Linked DNA regions of Ovis aries: region 2 is linked to region 1. Evidence: chromatin contacts called from public Hi-C data. All regions are on one chromosome and are shown on one strand. The core of a region is the stretch at or near the end of the contact, and the rest is flanking DNA. Distances in the headings are between cores, read along the strand shown.

Evidence for each region. Hi-C and Micro-C count contacts between places; a contact is called where the count stands out from the background.
Region 2: a contact with region 1 is called in a Hi-C map of tail adipose tissue, with 6 times the contacts expected there. The contact joins two enhancer-like sites. A contact is called at or near these places in 12 of 16 Hi-C or Micro-C datasets (blood, hypothalamus, liver and 6 more).

Annotation. Positions count from the first base shown.
Region 1 is chr13:69,656,164-69,661,120 of ARS-UI_Ramb_v3.0, reverse strand. The region is part of intron 1 of LOC132657574 (a long non-coding RNA gene); the gene reads left to right. Among named protein-coding and RNA genes, the nearest start is that of TOP1, 27 kb to the left of the region's middle. Within about 2 kb of position 2,945, at least 2 of the 54 cell types and tissues checked have an H3K27ac peak or open chromatin away from gene starts, as enhancers often do. A contact at or near this core is called in tail adipose tissue, where this site is marked.
Region 2 is chr13:69,746,235-69,751,191 of ARS-UI_Ramb_v3.0, reverse strand. TOP1 (DNA topoisomerase I) reads right to left here. Exons shown (of 21, transcript XM_027977194.3): 9 at 4,434-4,549; 10 at 1,040-1,161; 11 at 8-130. Among named protein-coding and RNA genes, the nearest start is that of PLCG1, 36 kb to the left of the region's middle. Within about 2 kb of position 2,736, at least 7 of the 54 cell types and tissues checked have an H3K27ac peak or open chromatin away from gene starts, as enhancers often do. A contact at or near this core is called in tail adipose tissue, where this site is marked.

The DNA.
Region 1 (4,957 bases), core at 1,696-4,195:
CGCATACAAAAGAATGAGCTATCAAGCCATGAAAAAACATGGAAGAACTGTAAATGCATATTGCTAACCGAAATAAGCCAATCTGAATAGGCTACATATTATATGAGCCCAACTTCTGGAAAAGGCAAAACTATAGGGACAGTAAAAAGATCAATTGAGGTCAGGGAGGGACTGGAGAGAAAAGAAAGATCAAGCACAGGATATTTTTAGAGCAGTGAAACTTTCTGTATGATACTGTAATGGTGAACTCTTGTCCTCAGACATTTGTCAAAACTCAGAACTATTAATATACAACACAAAGAGTGAACCCTGGTGTAAACTATGGACTTCAGTTAATTAAAAAAAAACTCACAAAATCAAACAAGTCAAGTTTCACGACCCCTCTGTTTAAGGCTTCCAGTGTCTACCCTCTGATGTGGCTAGGAAGATCTGTCCGTCCTCCGCTGGTTCATCCATCCCTGGTCATTCTGTAGGGCTCACTTTATTTACATTTTAAATATTTTCTTGGCCACGGCGCACAGCTTGTGGGATCTTAGTTCCCTGACCAGGAGCGGAACCCAGGCCCTCAGTAGTGAAAGGGCAGAGTCCTAACCACTGGACAGCCAGGGAATTCCCCAGGGCTCAGTTAAAATGTCACCTCTTCAGAGAAGCCCTCCCTCATTCACCAGATCAGATCCTCACGGCCCACTCCTTTGTTTTACCTTCCTTGGAGATTCAGTTTTTCAATTCTGCAGCATTTGCACATTTGTAATTAGAGAGTTAATTGTATTTGTTTGCACAATGGTCTCATGCCCCATGAAGGTTGGGGTCATGTATCCATCTTCATCATCTTATCTCTAGAGCTGAGCTGGTGCCTGGTACACAATAGAGGTCAGTACACATGTGGTTGAACACAGTTTGAAATGAAACTGTTCTCTGATTCCATGTATATGAAATATCCAGAACAGGCAAATCCATAGAGACTGAAAGCAGACAGGTGGTGTCCAGGAGAGGGCTGGGCCGGGGTCGGGGGCGGGGATCATTTTGGGGGAGTGGAAATGTTTTGGAACTTGACAGAGATGACGGGTGTTCAGCATGATGAAAGTACTGAGTGAACTTACACTTTGAAGTAGCTCATGTAATGTCATGTAAACTTCTCCCCAATTAAAAAAAAATAGACTGAAGCATTAATCAATGTATTTCTTTCCTTCTTCTCCTCCTCTGCCCTCCCCCTCCTTCTCTTCCTCCTCCTCCTCCTTCTTCACAGCCTTATAACCCATTATGTTTCTCAGGTTCAGACGAGTACCTTTGGCCTCAGAGGTGGTTTTTGTAGCAGAAATGCAGAAACACTACAAAACAATTAGTGTTAGCTTTTTTTCCTCAAGATTTTTTATTATAGAAATTTAAGAATATATATTTATTTATCAATTTGGCTGTGCCGGGTCTTAGTTGGAGGATCTTCGTTGTGGCATGCAAGCTCTTTAGTTGTGGCTTGTGGGATCTAGTTCCCCGACCAGGGATCAAACCCAGGCCCCCCGGCATTGGAAGAGTAGAGTCTTAGCCACTGGACCACCAGGGAAGTGCCTATTATAGAAAATTTTAAGTGTATACAAAAATAGAATAAAGTAATGAACCTCCGCATACCCATCACCCAGCTTCAACAGTTACTAACTCATGGGTGAACTTCCTATATGCCCACCTCTCCCCCTCCTCCATTGTATGAGTTTATGCAAATATCACCTACTGTATATATCATTTCATCTGTAAACATTTCCTTGTGTCTCTTTAAAGATAAGAACTTTCAGCATGTAACTGTAATACCATTATTGCACCTACAAAATCAACAACACATTCTTAACACTGTCAAGTATCCCTTCAGGGTTCAAATATGTCCAATTGCCGTGTTATTTGAAAACATATGATGTATTTGTTTGATCAAGATCCAAACAAGGTCTGTAGATTGCATTGAATGATATGTCTCTTAAGACTCTTTCAATGTATGGGCTCTTCCAATGTCTCTCTATTTTTGTGTAAGAGTGGGAAGTAAAATAGGACTTGGAGAGATAACCCCTTTTTCTTCAATCTATTTATTGAAGAAATGAAGTATTTGTCTCGTAGACTTTTCTACAGTGTGGGTTTTGCTGATCGCGTCCCTGTGGTGTCATTTAATGTATCCCTTTATATGATGTGACTAGTATCTTAACAGAGTCAGGTTAGATGTTTTTTTAGCAGGAATACCTCACAGGTGATGCTGCACACCTCCACCAGGAAGCACACCATGAATATGTATTTATCTCTCTTTCAGTGACATTCCGAGCCATTGATGATCATGGCCTCAACCTATTGTTTTGGTTGTTGAAGGCTGCAAAACCCCAAATGCAAAATTCTAATTAAAAAACAATTTTTTTTTGTTTATACCATGTGGCATGCGGGATCTTAGTTCCCCAACCACGGATTGAACCCAAGCACCCTGAAGTGGAAACACAGAGTCAATCACTGGACCACCAGGGAAGTCTAAAACTCTAATTCTTAATTTTTTTTTCACCTATTAGCAGAAATACATCTATCGATAGAAACTTCCTCTAACGAACTAGTTGATTACAATGAGATTCAGTTCATACAGGAAAAGTAGAAAAAAAAATACTGATTCTTTCTTTTTATTTACCAACTTTCAAAATGTTGACTTGCTTCCCTAACATGCTCAAAGAGAATCCAACGAGATTTTCTTCTTTTTTTGTGTGTATCATTATGAACTTAAGGACTTTAAATGTGTTGATTTTAAACCTTATTCATACTCAAATTGTCTCATCTTTAGCCAGACAGAATCTCTTCAAATTGATTCTGAGTCCTTTTGACATGACCTTCTAGCTTATTTGCTTTCTGGAATAGCAAGATGTTCTGGGATCATCCTGTACACTTTTTTTTTTGCACCAGATCTGGAATTGGCCATTTCTCCAAAGAGCCTTGATTCTTGGGAAATGATATTTAGATCTTTCACAATCTTTCCTCTAGGCATGCTCATAGCTACTCCATTGGTAATTGTTTCCAGGTCTTTTCAGTGGATAGAGATAAAAAAAATTTAAGAGGTCTTGAGTTCACACTGATAAATTCAAATTTAATTTAGATTACAGAGTCTTTGCTTAACTTGCTCAGTTTTATATTTATATTTCTTTTCCCTTATACTGAGAGTCTGGGTTTCTAATGGCAATAACACTAAATTTATGCATAATCCAAGAATGTATAGTCAAATTAACATATCAAAATTATTTGAAATGATTCTTCTGTGAGTGATTCCACTATCAATTTAATTCCTAGTTTGATACATCTGTTTCATTTTGATTTTAAGTTTTAGGGATTACTTTGTTTGAAATTCAGTTTTGCTTTAATAATTATGTAGAAGAGTGATATAGTTCTACAGCCAAATCTTCAAAATAAAGTATACTCAGGTAAGTCTAGAGTCTATATCTATTCCCTCCACTCTGGTCTTTCCCTCTGTCATAGGTATTCATTTTTAAAAATTTTTATTTTTGTACTTCCTCCTTTAATTTTAAAGACTGTAAGTGTATATGTGTACCTATATCCTCTTTCTTACATAGCTGGTAGCATGCCATATGTATTTCTTTTGAGAGGTAATTGTTTGTTAAAGTGTTTTTTGTTTGTTTGTTTTCTTCTTTAATTTTTAACTAATTAATTTTTTGATTGCACCACGAGCCTTGTGGGATCTTAGTTCCCTGGCCAAGGACTAAAACTGGACCCACAGCAGTGTAAGCATGGAGCCTGTATGACTCGACTGCCAGGAGATTCTCTCTTCTTTGATTTTAAGAAATATAAGCATATATGTGTATATATATTTATATCCCCTCTTTCTTAAATAACTGATAGCATACTGCATTCACTTCTTTCTGTAAATATGTTCTGAAGTTCTCAGCCTGTCTTTAACAATATGTCTCTAAGCCTTTAATGATATATTCTGAAATTCACCCTATTATAATGTGTAGAGACAACTCATTCCCTTTTCACAGCTGCATAGTACTGCATCAGGTAAATGTACCACGATATTTTCACTTAACCCCCTGTTGAGGGACGTTTGGGGAGTTTCCAGCCATCTGCTATTACAAAGAGTATAATAACAAAAAGTCTTGTGCGTAATTACTGTCAGGCTTTCGGCAGCATATTTTTGGGATGGATTCCTAGAAGTAGGATTGCTGGGGGATGCAATCCTATGTAGTACTGGCTTTTGAAGTTCTAGCCGAAGAATACCTTCTGTGTGAGCTTTTTCAGAGGACCTCTCTGTGCTCCAGTTTCTCATCTGCAGAATGAGAATATTAACAGCATTTCCCTCAGAGAGTTTTTGGGAAGACTAAACAGGCTAAAGGTTTAAAGTGCTTAGAATATGCCTGGCCCAAAGGAGGTGTTCAGTAAATGTTATAAGGGGTGGGAAGTGCAGGAGTATGTGGGCAGGGAGGATGGTATGTAACACTAGATGCTGGAATGAGTCTTTGAGAAGAGATTCTATGCCTGCTTCACTTGCCCCTGCGGGAGATGTAGGAATAGTAGAATCCAGAGATGAAGTTTGGAGCTCAAAGAAGAGATTCAATAAAGGATATGGATTTGCATGTATTCCGAGGAAAAAGAAGAAGGAAACCGTCACTTGACTGCATTTACTTATTTATTTTTGGCTGCTCTGGGTCTTTGTTGCTGCACGTGGGCTTTCTCTAGTTGCAGCGAGCGGAGGCTACCCTTCATTGCCGTAACTTATCTTGCGGAGTGCTGCCTCTAGGCACACGGATTTCACTAGTCTGGCTTAGTCGCTCTCAGGCATGTGGGATCTTCCCTGACCAGAGATTGAAGCCGTGTCTCCTCCATTGGCAAGTGAACTCTTAATCACAGGACCACCAGGGAAGTCCCCACTTGACTGCATTTAACCTGAATTTAGGCAATGGCACTCCACTCCAGTACTCTTGCCTGGAAAATCCCA
Region 2 (4,957 bases), core at 1,487-3,986, 90 kb before region 1:
GCAGTACCAGTTTCTCTTCCTTGCTCATCTGCTTCCGAGCTTCTGTCTGGGCTTTGAAATACTGGCTCATCTGGGTAAAATCACATTTGCTGAGGTTGGTGATAATATTCTTCTCTTCATTGGTCATTTCCTAGTTAAAAGAAAAGGGGGAAACAGAAAAAGACAGTAAATAAACTAATAAGCCTCCCAAGTTTCTCCACAATTACAGCAAAGTATCATGTTCTCAGTCCAAGAGTATCTGAGGCAGTCAATCTAAACTTGAGAATTTGGGGGAAAAAAGAAGCTTTTATTTCCTTGTTCTATTATAAAATATGCATGTGGTAGAAAAATATTTAGGATAACAACAGTGAAAAGGGTAACACTCATGTCATTTCTTAGACTCCTTAGCACATTGCCACAATCTTCTAAGCATAAATACCACGGCTAGAGAAACACAAATATATATATATCATTTAGTGATGAAACATTTCCACGCTCCTTCTCTCTTAGAAACATCCTTGCTCTATTCACTTATTAAATCTTATTTTTACAGCTATTCAGAAAGTGAACTTCAGCTCAGCCTCTGTTCACATTCTCCAAATTAAGAATAAGGAAATTGTTTAAAATCACCTCAGCAGACAAAGGATATGTGGTGTTAAGAGCAGAAAGTACCTAAAGCTAAAGAGCATGAATCAAAAGGGAACAGGACAATGCTAATGCATGTTTCTTTGTAATAGCAGACAGTGGGCAGTCCCGAGAGACAAACTTTCCTTTGCTCAACTGGAGCTGAGGTTTCTGTTTGACCTATCTGATAAACTCTCCCGGCTACAGCTGCAGGAGAGCCAAGAGGAAAAGAAACACAGTTATTCTTATTGGATAGAAAACCTATATAATACAGTAAATGAACAGGGGGGGAACCCCAACTTTCAATATAATAAAATTCATAAAACTCAAATTGTATATCAGGGAATTCTTTTGGTTAAATTATCATTTATTACTTAGTAGTAGAGATCAGTGTTTTTGTTAAGGGGCTAGGATATTAATACATGGGCTACAATACCTTTCTCCAGTCTTTAAAGAAATTTTTCCTAAATATTTCCTTAGTAGTATATTCATGGTCGAGCATTTTTGCAAAGAACGTAGCTACTTCTTCCGCTTTGGGGCTCAGCTTCATGACTTTACCTAGAGACAAAAGTGGTTCCAAAAAATGAGGTGCTGTATTCATGTTCTGAGGTTAAACACTGAGGTTCTGGAGACATCTTCTTTCATAATGGTTTATTTACCTTCTGAAGGTATATATATAAAGGTCTGGTGACGTGTGGTAACAACAACAACAAAAACAGTATTATCGATTAACATCTACTTGTATGAATTTTCCTTCTCTTTAGTAGATATTTACCTGGGTCATTCTCTGGAGACTATGCCAGTAAATTGTTCCCAGGAGCCTGCTCAGGACAGGGATGACCTGGGGGAGGCCCAGTCACTCTTCCTTTTCCTTTCAGCAAGCAGGGTCCTTTACACCTCTTCAATGGTTTTTAAAAATCAAATCCTCAGAGGGACTCCTGCCACTGCTAAGCTAAACAGCTTCTGTTCAAGAAGGGGAGGAAGGGATAGGACAGGGAGTGGAAGAAAGGAATTGTGGGGAAAAGAAATAGGCATCTTTCTTCTTCAAAGTTAGGTGGGTGGAATATGAATTAAAAAAATATATATTCATAGCAGGCAAGCCCAGATATCCCATATGAAAAAATTTAAGTAAGACCTTCCTCTAGAACTTTGCTTCTCAATGTATGGTTCATGGACCAGCAGTACTGACATCACATGAGTCTGGCAGAAATGCAGAATCTCAGGCCCCACCCCAGACCGACTGAACCAAGAACGTACATTCTAATGAGACCCCCAGGTGGCTAGTGTACACACCAGAGTTTGAAATGCCCTGGAACACAGGCATTATTATAAAGTTGCCTCTTTCAGGGAAATAGGACTCATCCAGAACACAGGGATGACAGGGGTTCGTGGCATTATACACATTTTTCCACTGCCTTACCTGTTACATAGATACTAGTAATTCACCAAGGATTTTCACATTTATTACAGAAAACTAAAACTTAACCCAAATTCCATGTATTTCAAAACTCAGAAGATATCTCATCTCATGATGGTTAGACAGTTTCATCCCCGATTGCAGGGACGGTACAGGGAACTGCAGCTCTAAACTGAAATTTTCAGGGTAGACAGAAAGAACCTGCTTGAAATCTATAACTTTAAAAGGCCAACAGGTGGCACCACTTCCCCTCTAAACCTTCTAGCTCCTTCCAAAGACAACACAGCTTGAGAAGGACAGGCTGGCTTTTCAAGAGGTTCCTGCACTTCAGAATTCACTCAAGTCTGAACCAGTGTTGCCAGTTAAGATGTAACACGCTTCCGATATAAAGGAAACCAGTAAGTCACTAAGAATAATACAAATGAAATAAAAGGCAAGAAAGAATGTAAGCTATTCTCCCATACATTTGGTATACTCTGGGAAATTCTGCTGAATTCTGTCCCAATAGAGAAAGCAATTGTGACACCTCCTGTTTAGATGAGCTGCCAAAAGATGAAATGACAGCTCCCAGCAGTAGAACGGTAGGAGGATGACTTAGAGGTTCCTGGCAAGAGTAGTGCTTTGTAGGAATGGCTGAGTTCCAGGAATAAGAAACTGCTGAGTCAGAGCTGAAAACTGGAGGTTCTCAGAGGTCATTCATTGCTTCGGCCAGCCCGTGCCCCTCCTCCTTGGCAGGCACTTAAGGAGTCTGAGAAGTCTCTTCCCTAGAGAGTAGGCAGGACTGACAGTTATCAACTTGGTAGTAAGTCAAATACAACTTTTTGACTTACTGCAGTGTGGGAGTTTACCTAATCAAAGGGAAGAAATTCGAGAAAGACCAAATGAGAAAATGTGAGAGCCCTGGAGCTGGAGCTCCGGTAGGGCAAGAATGTAGAAGGGACCAGGGTGACCCGTAATGATTAGTTCAAGCCTTGGCTTCCCATTTCTGAAAGTAAGGGAAACCCAAAGGCTAAAGAAAGGAACCCAGCTTTCCTTCACATCACTTTGGACCTCAAAGTTAGGCTTCACCAACTGAGTCTCCTAAAGTTCAACTCTAAAGGTAAACCTATACTAGGGCTATAGAATATCTGCGCTTTTATGATTAGCTAAGGCTCTTTCTCATCATTGGAGATTTGGCTTTGAGTTACATTGCAGAGTCTCCAGAATGACCACTATGAGGGCTAACAGTAGAATTCTGTCCCATGCTCTCCAGTCAACTACAGGTCAGAATGAGGCTATAAAATCCTGTGAGATCACACATTCCATGAGACCAGAGATTCGTCAGTATTGTCCACTGCTAGGTCTTGGTGTCTGAATATAGCACGTTGAATAAATACAGTTTAAAACGACAAATTCCAGTTTGACATGTTCTTCATTTGCAAGACCCAGCCTTTCAGTATAAACTACTACCCCTTGACCTTTAAGCATCCATGGCCCGAAACCACTGCTGGTGGACAGAGGCGTGCTTTTCAGCAGTTTTCCTGGCTTAGTTTCTCAAAGTTTGGTCAGCAGACCACTTGGTTCAGAAGCACCCATGATCACTCAATATCAATTAAATGAGCCCAGATCCACCTGGTAAATCTAAAGCACATGAGAGTTTGAGGAATAATACTCTGGTTATTTCTGGAGAAAATCCTTGGAATGAGGGAAATCAGTTGAGTATTTCTGGAGAAAACCCTTGGAATAAGGGAAATAAGTTGAGAATTACCATCTGTATACTGCTTTACGCCAATAAGGGAGCATCAAGGACTACTCTCAAAATTTTCAACCCAAGGACAGAGGTCTAAGGGTGTTCTCAAAGAACTAGGCAGGATATTTCCTCAGAGCAGCTCATCACACTTGACTGCACAAAGGACAACTGCACAGTGTTATGCCATAGAGTGATAGACACCTACCAGCCCTACCTAGAGGTTGATGGCAGGCTAATTAATTAGTCCTCAACCAAGCACTAATTCTATTTCTAGCAGTGAGTAGCTTGTGAGCTTGCATTATATCACTAAAATAAAATACTACCATTGAAGTAAGTCTTTTCTAAGAACTCGAGTAGCTCCTTAGAAATGTCACTCAGATAAAAACATTCAGCTTGTGGACCAAGGGCTGGCTGCGACCTATGTAGCTGGACCTTTTTGAGACCACGACTCAAAGGGAAACAAGGGAGATAAGACAGCTCCTTTCTCACGGAATTTTTCCTGTACCAAATGAGGTTTTAAGGATTAATGCCTGATGGCCCTTTCCCGAAACCATACAATGACATGAGAACAAAGTGAAATAAACAAAAAGGATAATACAGAACAAGATGCTTCCCCACTTTCTATTCCTAAATAGAACATACTCTTTGCTTGGCCAAGAACTGGACAACCTTGGAACAACTCACCATCATAGTAAAACTTGACATTCTCTGGAAGAGGTTCATATGGTGGAGCGAATACAGGACCTTTATGTTCTAGGAATTTCCATTTGATGCCTTCAGGATAGCGTTCTTCTTCCCACCTTTAAAAGACAAAGTACAACCTCATTTAGTGATCACTTTACCTGATATTGAGATCATCACCGATTAAATACCAAAATAATTATCTGCTCAACTGATTGGTGCTCTGGAATGACTCTGGTTACCACATTCAAGATCTGCATCAAAAAACACTAGCATCCTTCACTTTGAAAAAACTAACGCTTACAACAAAGATGATGGATTACTCAGGTGAATGGAGGAAAACACATTTCAACAGTTTAGTTCAAAGAAATTGAGTATATGAGCTCATTATTTAGCAATGATCACAGCTGTTTTATCACAATGGTGTAAAAGTAAGCCACAATCGTGTACATGATGGAGACACTATTTTATACACTGATACAAAGGAAAAGGCCTCCTGGGAATGGAGATATTGGGTGAAGGTACAG